Linked DNA regions of Canis lupus: region 1 is linked to region 2. The links are chromatin contacts, called in public Hi-C maps. All regions are on one chromosome and are shown on one strand. The core of a region is the stretch at or near the end of the contact, and the rest is flanking DNA. Distances in the headings are between cores, read along the strand shown. Region 1 overlaps LTBP1 (latent-transforming growth factor beta-binding protein 1). Region 2 overlaps TTC27 (tetratricopeptide repeat protein 27).

Region 1 (4,022 bases), core at 284-2,783, 250 kb before region 2:
TTAGCATTAAGACTGTACAACAAAACCTCTTACAAACCATACCCAGATTGCCTCAAAAAACTCATTTGTTTTTAATTTATTTTCTCCCCTACAATGTGTTACTAAAATCATCAGAGAATAAAGCGTTGCTCATATGAATTAATTCCCCCAACAAGGGGAACCGAAGGATCAGCTTCAGCATCCAAAGAAAGGCAATTATGCACAATGAGCAAAGGAGGTGGCTCGAGGTTGCACTGCCAAGAAATGACATATTCCAGTGGATTCAAACCACCCTCTTCAAATTTTGGCATTCTATGGTACAAAAATAAAACTGGAGTTCATTGAAAAGCAAAGCTTGCCACCTGCTGCCCAATGGCATAATCGTAAAAGTTCAAATTATGTTCACATTTCTCAGCTGACATCCTTTTATGAATTGATCTGTGTTGATGTTTGCATTTTCTAGATTCATTAGTTCCAAGTCTTTTTTAAGATAAGAATATCAGCCCCAAAGTTTTTAAACCAGACACTATTTCAAACCCTTTACATAATCAACTCTAACCAATGCATGTAAAAGCAAAATAAACCAAAAAACAAAAACCCAACTTCCAAACTATTATACATGTTGTGTATATAATAAATCAACCAAACTGCAGTTGTGTCTATGATGGTATCCAGACCAGGGAAGAATGCCTTTGAAAATGTGCCAGCACTGTCCTATACTTCCATGGCCTGTCATCATTCTAGAGGATATGAAATACTAACTCCATTTTCTGATCCATGCAGACTTTAAAATGCAAACGTTAATAGTTTAACTGAGGTTTATACACACTTACACTACACAATCTTAAGTAGCAGTCCAGCTAACCAAAAAGAAAAAACTCGCCAACATGTCACCACTGCTATGTCAACTCCAAACACTTAAGCTTTTAAAAATCTTCATTAATATTGATCAGCATTTGTATTGTTTAAATGTTTCTAGCATTCTTCTTCATTTGAATTTATTCCAAGAAAATCTGAGAATTAAAACTATTTTTAGCCTTTTTTTTAAGAAGCAAACCTTCAGGTTTTGTCTCATTTTCCAACTCTGTGGATATGTGTATTCATGTCACCATCCCCTCAAAAAGAAACTCCAAACGCTGAGAGGAAAAAGTCAAACTCTGATTTCAGGGGGAAATTACCATCTTGAGAGGAAGAGGTCTTGGAAACCCATCACAGGCTGAATCAGGAGAGAGAAGGTGCACAGGCTGTGCCATAGATTCTTCTTTCACCCACGAACCTGGACAGGTGTGTAGTTCTTGGGAGCTTTGTGGCAAGCAGCCTCATCACACCACAGTGAGAACTCCCAATGTGATTCCCCTTTGAAATAAAGCTTTCAAGGCTCTTGCCTGAAGGAACTTGTCCATACGCAAAACAGCACCCACCCTCATTGAAGTTTTCTAATTGTCTGGAAACTACTCTGAAGGAGACTATAAAAAATAATTCACTTTCAAGACAGATGGCACCCTAATGTCACAGTAGTTCTTCAGATAGGTTTTCTCCCTTAACACTAGAGGCAGCATCTCCGTACAAAAGGAAGCCTGTCCAGCTGCACCCAGTTAAGCTCTTAGACACTGCTGTTTCTGCGAAATATCTCTCACACACATACAATGCCCTTTTTTCCTGTGGCTGGCCTCGCCCTTTCTTCCAAACCCTACAGGAACTATGAATTCACACACTATTATTGCTGCGTGTTTCTGACCAAGCAAAAATCTCTTTCCCAGCTCTCATTTAAATACCCCAACTAAACTGGTTTGAATTTGTAAGGTTGGTTAGGGTTGGGTTTGATCTTCCAGAGCACTATGTCTACAAGTCGGAAATGGTGCCTGGTGTGATGATACAGCAAGCTAATCATTTGATTAATTAATTTCAGGACTGTTAATGCTAGAACTGGATTTTGATGAAACAAGTCAAATATCTGACTTAGTGCCAGAAAATGAAACAGCACTACATATACTTTGTCCTATAAAAATACAACACTTCTACTAAAAACACCAAAGTAACTATTCATCCTACAAACAGAAAATAAACACAACAGGTACAGGTTGTTTGCTGAAATTAAAGAATATTTACTTGAACCCCTAGCACAGTATCTGACCCATAGTAAGTATTCAATAAATACATGTGAGATTGGAGGGGAGGTCCCAAATCATTTCTTTTGGTTTCCTGCCAAAGACTTCCTAGTAAAGCTTAACCAAAAAGCCTTACGGGTTTTTTTTTTTCCAAGTCTCTATTTAAATTCTAGTTAACATACAGTGTAGTATTAGTTGCAAGAATAGAATTTAATGGTTCATCACTTATATACAACACCTGGTGCTCATCACAAGTGCACACCTTAATCCTCATCACCCATTTAGCCCATCCCCCTACCCACCTCCCCTCCAGCAACCATCAGTGTGTTCCCTATAGTGAAGAGCCTGTGTCTGGGTTTGCCTCTCTTTTTCCCCTATGTTCATTCATTTTATTTCCTAAATTCCACATGAGTGAAATCATATGGTATTTGTCTTTCTCTAACTTATTTCACTTAGCATTATACTCTCCAGCTCCAACCACATTATTGCAAAAGGCAAGATTTCATTCTTTTTTATGGCTGAGTAATATTCCTGTGTGTATGCATGTGTGTACCCACATCTCCTTTATCCATCCATCAGTCGATGGACATTTGGGGTTCCTTCCATAATTTGGCTATTGTTCATAATGCTGCTACAAACATGGGGTGTATGTATCCTTCAAATTAGGAAAAAATCCTTATGTTCTATGAACATCCCAAATTAATTTGAATATAAAGGTGATATATGGAAGTTTTTTTAAGAGAAGCACAATATTTACTCACTAGCTTTGGAAAATATTTCTGATTTTGTAATCCTAGCATTATTATCAAGTAGCCTGGGGCTGGACTGATTACCTTACAGAGCAAATCACAAAAACTTTCCTAGGAACCCCTAGGCCTCAAGAGCTAAGTTAAACAAGTCTGAAACAAAATCGATAATTTGATATTACACAATAAACAATAAAATTTGTTTCAGATTTTAATTACTATTATTTCTTTTTATTACATGGCTTTCAACAACTAATGAGAATACAATCCAACTAGAAGCCAGATAATGCAATCCAACTAGAACAATATCTAGAGCTGATCAACATGTAGGTTGCTACACACCTGTGTGTGCACATGCACCCAAGTACCCAAGACTCACTTTCAGCGATCGGTAATAACATCATGAACAACGTGGAATTTCAGTCACCTACTAAAGGAGAAGTATAGGTGAGCTGAACATTCCTAGTATAGCACAAAAACCAGAGTGGATGCAATGAGATTTATACTGGAAAGGATAAGATAACACACTACAGCAAAAGCTGCAAAGTCAACAAAGATAAAAGGTAGAAAATTGGGAGTCTGATAACTGAAAAAGAAAAAAAAGACCTTGATTTTTCTACAGAGTATGATGAATGATCACCAAATGCATTTTGAAGAGTGTTAGTTTGATTAACACAGAAGGAAATAGAATCTGCTTCTGATTACAGGTCAGTGAACTTGAATCCAGGAACACAGTGGAAGACGGAAAAAGAAAGCTTTCAAAGACACCGCCCATTTTCCATTCCTCAAGTGGCTAAGATGACAGATCCTTTGACTTAACATCTAGAGACAATCATTAGACTCTACATAACTCCTTAGCCTGCATCCAAAGGAAAGGTTTTCTAGACTACTAGTCTGCATCCCTTCTATTTTTAATGAAAATTAGATCTCCTTTCCAGAAGTTACTGTGAGAAGCAGGTGGGCTACAAGGCCAGCTCCTTCAGGAACCTTTTTCTCATCTGCACGTCAACCTGGGCTCTCCTAGCATTTCCCCAGCACTGGCCTGACCTGGCTCCCCACAGGTAATAAATCTTATTCTTCTTCAGGCACATCTCTCCATTTCTCACAGGCCCACTCAAAGTCACACTCCCCAAATGTCAAGGCCTTCCATAATCTGGATCTTGCCACTCAATCTCACTTCCTACTGTCC
Region 2 (4,263 bases), core at 506-3,005:
GTGATTTATCATCTCAGTAAAACTATTACGTATTAAAAGATCTTAGACGAAAAGAAGGAATGCAATTAACATAGGCAGTACACATTACTGAACAGATGTGACATTTTGCTATGTATTTCCATTAAGCATAATTTTAACTACAAAACTGTTGTATCAACATTGTTTCCATGAATAACTTGACTATTATAAGAAGAAATTTATTTCTAGACTTATGAATAATTTACCTTAAGGTGTGATCTTCTGTCAAAGGTATACTTTCTTCCAACACAAAAGGAGGCGTTCTTTTATTGTAACATAAAATAATAGAAGACCGGAATTTTTTGTTCTTTAATCTGTTGTTTTTGTGAGAAGAACGCTTAACATGACATCTACCCTCTCTACAAATTTTTAAGTACACAACACAGTACTGTTAACCACAGGCTCAATGTTATACAGCAGATCTCTAGAACTTATTCATCTTGTATAACTGAAACTATATACCCATAGGAATTGCTATTCTGAACAATAGTACAATCCAAGCAATTTAGAGAATAATTAAAGCGCTGCGAGAAGGAAAGCAGACTGAACAAACTCACATCGGGTTCTAGAGTCACACAACGCTGAAATGCCTTCGCTGAACCTCCATAGTCTTCCAACGCCAAATAGGCACAGCCAAGAGAAAACCACACCCCAAGCTGCAAAGACAAAAGGTCAAAGTCACTCAAACATATAGAGATCTATAAGATATTTACTTTACAGTCTACATTCATTTCAATGTAGGAAATTGAGTACTAGAGGTGAATTTTTTCATATAAATTTTCAAAGCTAATACAACACCAAAAGCACGTGCAGTATCACTGTATATCTTGCTGAGAAGGACCATTCTTTGTATTCACCAAATACCATGAATGCCATCAAGAGCCATCCATAAACCTTGATACTCTGAGAGTGGGATTACTCTAACCTTTTTACTGAGTATCAACTATGTCAAAAGTATACAAAGTATCAGCAAATTCACAACTGATCATGTATAACAAACTTCAGAAGAAAAGCTCTTGCTTTCATCTTTAAGTTAGCCCCAAACAATTCTGTAATTTAACTGAGAGCAAATGCCCTAGCCTGTATCTGCTTCGGCATGTCTGAAAATAATTTAGAGACAGCAGGCTGAGCATCTGGATTACCAAACGCCATTCAAATTAGAAAGCCTGACTTGAGTCAACAGTAAGATGTGTTAGCAGAGAGATTTAGGGGGAAAAAAAAAAAAACAGGTGAAAGTAGGAAGTAGCTATTGAAATTACAGAATTCTTCATATCGCAGCATTTCCTTAAAATTCAATAGGCTCTATCAAAAGAACGATAAAACTGATAAAAATTCAATGAAATTAGTCAGAAACGCAGTCAAGTTTGCTTTCCTTTCCGATGCAGTTAGTAAGGGCAGCAGGAGCATGCCGCTGCCGCTCCCTGACTCCCGGGACAAAGCAGGGAGCCCGCGGACAGGTTTGGTGACACCCTTCAGGGTGGGAAAGGAAAGGAGGTGCTTTGTTATCTGTTCGGAGCCTTCCACAGAGGCAGCGCAGGAGACGGCCGGTGCACCCCTCCCTCCCCTGGCCATTTCCACAAAACTTGTTCCGTATGGCTAGTTGAGGCCTGAACGGTTTTTAAGCAGATAAAGATTTTTAGCCGATAATTAGAGATAAGGCTCAGAAAGCAAACATCCCTGGGCAATTTAACACTTTGCCTTGAATTCACAAGAGGCTATAAATAACTGCTATCAGGAGCCTTTATGGAGAACAGATTTTGTTAGAGGGATAGGTAACTGCTGAAAGGAGATGGGTGTGTGTTTGGGGGGGGTGGGGGGAATGCTGGAGCTATCAGGTTGAAGCAAAGTTAGAAGTTCACTTTTCTGAATCAAGGGACTACCAGCAACTGAAAAATGACCTCATTACACCTTCCTTCTGTCAATTATTTACAGAATAGAGAGACTAAACACACTACTAATGATACCTTCTGAGCTGGCCCGAAGTCTGACGCTAACTTCTAAACAATATATAAAACAAGCTAACTTCTAACTAAGGTGAAAGTTTCAAAATCTGTGTGTTATGTGTTATATTTCATCAGGTATAAGGTACACCTTTTTTTCGCCATTCAACATCTCTGAGATAGATCCGATAGCTTATTGGAGTTTATTGGAGGCATTTTATTTTTTATATAAGGTGGCACCTAAGATGTGTCTGTCACAACTAATGGCATCTTTTTTTTTTTTTTTTTTTTAAGATTTTATTTATTTATTCATGAGAGACACAGAGGCAGAGACACAGGCAGAGGAAGAAGCAAGCTCCCCTCAGGGAGCCCGATGTGGGACTCTGATCCCTGAACTCCAGGTTCAGGCCCTGAGCTGAAAGCAGAACTTATTAACCGCTGAGTCATCCAGGCGTCCCCAACTAATGGCATCTTATATCTAATGAATTGTGGTGACTAGTTTACTTGAAAGGAGGGATACCTCATTTCTGGGTCTAAAGCAAAAAAATGAGAACAGCCCTCAAAGTTCTCAAAATGCATGTGCTGTGCTTGCTCTCTGCAAATAACCTTCCCACAAAACTATTTCACATGTGTTGTTATTAAAAAAAAAAAAAAGTGTAAATTCAAGATGTAAATAGAGAACTTTATTTTTCAATCCACCTGGAAAGACAAAGGTTACGAATGTCTAAAATTAGCAATTCCTCACAGCTCTAAAACAAGCTGGCAATGAGATTACTATTTACCTTTAAAGTTTTGAAACAAGTCAATGTTTTGTAACCAGTGTCTTAAAACCAAAATAAATTTAATGAAAATCAGACAGATGACTTAATTTAATAGATAGCACTATGGTTCTCTCTCTCTCTCTCTCTTTTTTTTTTTTTACTTTTGGTCATTTGTGTTGTTTTAATAATTTGCATCTGAAGGAAAATTCTAGGATCATTAGCTGCTAGTAGATTTCCATCTGTTGATAAGATATAATTACATAGGAGATGACTTTTGCACACACCCTATTCTTTGAAATCATGAAATGGCTTTTTAAAAAACAAACTCTAAGATCTTCTAATTACTTGTAGCTGAACCACTAAACCATAAATAATGCGTTCATATCTTGCTTCTCCATTGAGATCCTCACAATTTGGAGAACTAAGGAGAATATTGGTGTCTCTCTTGGTTTTTTCATTTTAAACTATTACTTAAACTATTATTACCAATAATGACTGGCATCTTGATTCAGGTCATGCTCTTAAGAACAGAACATCGTAAGAGAAAAAAATCAAAAGCCCTCAAAAAAACTTCTCAGATGATTCCCCAAATTAAAATCGTATATAGTTGAGTACCAAAGACCTCTACCTTCCAGTCCAGTGCAATCACGTGGGGATATAATGTTAGCCTTATCATGGTTGTCTAGAAGCCATATGTAAAGAGTAAAAAGGGATAGGTGAAATTAATTTTAGTGACATTTTATTTAACTCTACAAATCCAAAATATTTGAGTTTTAACATGTTATCAATACACAGTATTACTGAGACATTTTATATTGTTTTCATATCTAGTCTTTGAAATCTGCTATGTATCCTGCACTTATGGCACATCTCAATTTTGACTAGCCACGTTTCAAGTGTGTTCAACTGCCATACTGGTCAGCATTTATCATATTGGGCACCACAGTTCGACACTGTTTATCCATCCCCCTCTTCTTTCTCCAATAAAAATCTAGCTCCTTAGGGTGCCTGGCTGGCTCCATCAGTGGAACATGCAACTCTTGATCTAGGGCTTGTGAGCTTGAGCTCTGCATTGAGTATAGAGATTACTTTAAAACAAACAAACAACTAGCTCCTCTGGCTAAGGCCCTCTCTTGGGCTCGTCCTATCTTTCACATGCTATAGTCTCTCCTGTTCCTTCTTATAATAGCAATCAGAATATTAGCACTTAATGAGCATCTACTATGTGTGCCAAGCACTTGATATCAGGAGCTTTCCATACATTACCTCATTTCTTCCTCACAAGAGTCTTGGAAGATCATAAATATTACTCTCATTAGAGAAATGATGAGGGGTTACAGAGTCAGTGAGTGATTGAGGAGAGATCTGACCCAGTCAACGGGACTGCAAAGCCCATGTCTTCCCCATGTGGCCACAATGTCTCCCACTTACACCACTCTGCCTACACACAGCCAAGATTTATGGCAATACCATCCTTGTCACCAATAAAGTGAGAGAGGAAAAAAAGAACAGACTTAACTGTGGGCTGGGAAAACCCAGGAGAT

The links. Hi-C and Micro-C count contacts between places; a contact is called where the count stands out from the background.
Region 1: a contact with region 2 is called in a Hi-C map of skin fibroblasts, with 2.1 times the contacts expected there. The contact joins two enhancer-like sites. A contact is called at or near these places in 3 of 9 Hi-C or Micro-C datasets (amygdala, blood and skin fibroblasts).

The regions. Positions count from the first base shown.
Region 1 is chr17:26,284,957-26,288,978 of UU_Cfam_GSD_1.0, reverse strand. The region is part of intron 3 of LTBP1 (latent-transforming growth factor beta-binding protein 1); the gene reads right to left. Among named protein-coding and RNA genes, the nearest start is that of LTBP1, 63 kb to the right of the region's middle. Within about 2 kb of position 1,533, at least 2 of the 20 cell types and tissues checked have an H3K27ac peak or open chromatin away from gene starts, as enhancers often do.
Region 2 is chr17:26,033,928-26,038,190 of UU_Cfam_GSD_1.0, reverse strand. TTC27 (tetratricopeptide repeat protein 27) reads right to left here. Exons shown (of 20, transcript XM_038561237.1): 14 at 576-674. Among named protein-coding and RNA genes, the nearest start is that of TTC27, 140 kb to the right of the region's middle. Within about 2 kb of position 1,755, at least 2 of the 20 cell types and tissues checked have an H3K27ac peak or open chromatin away from gene starts, as enhancers often do.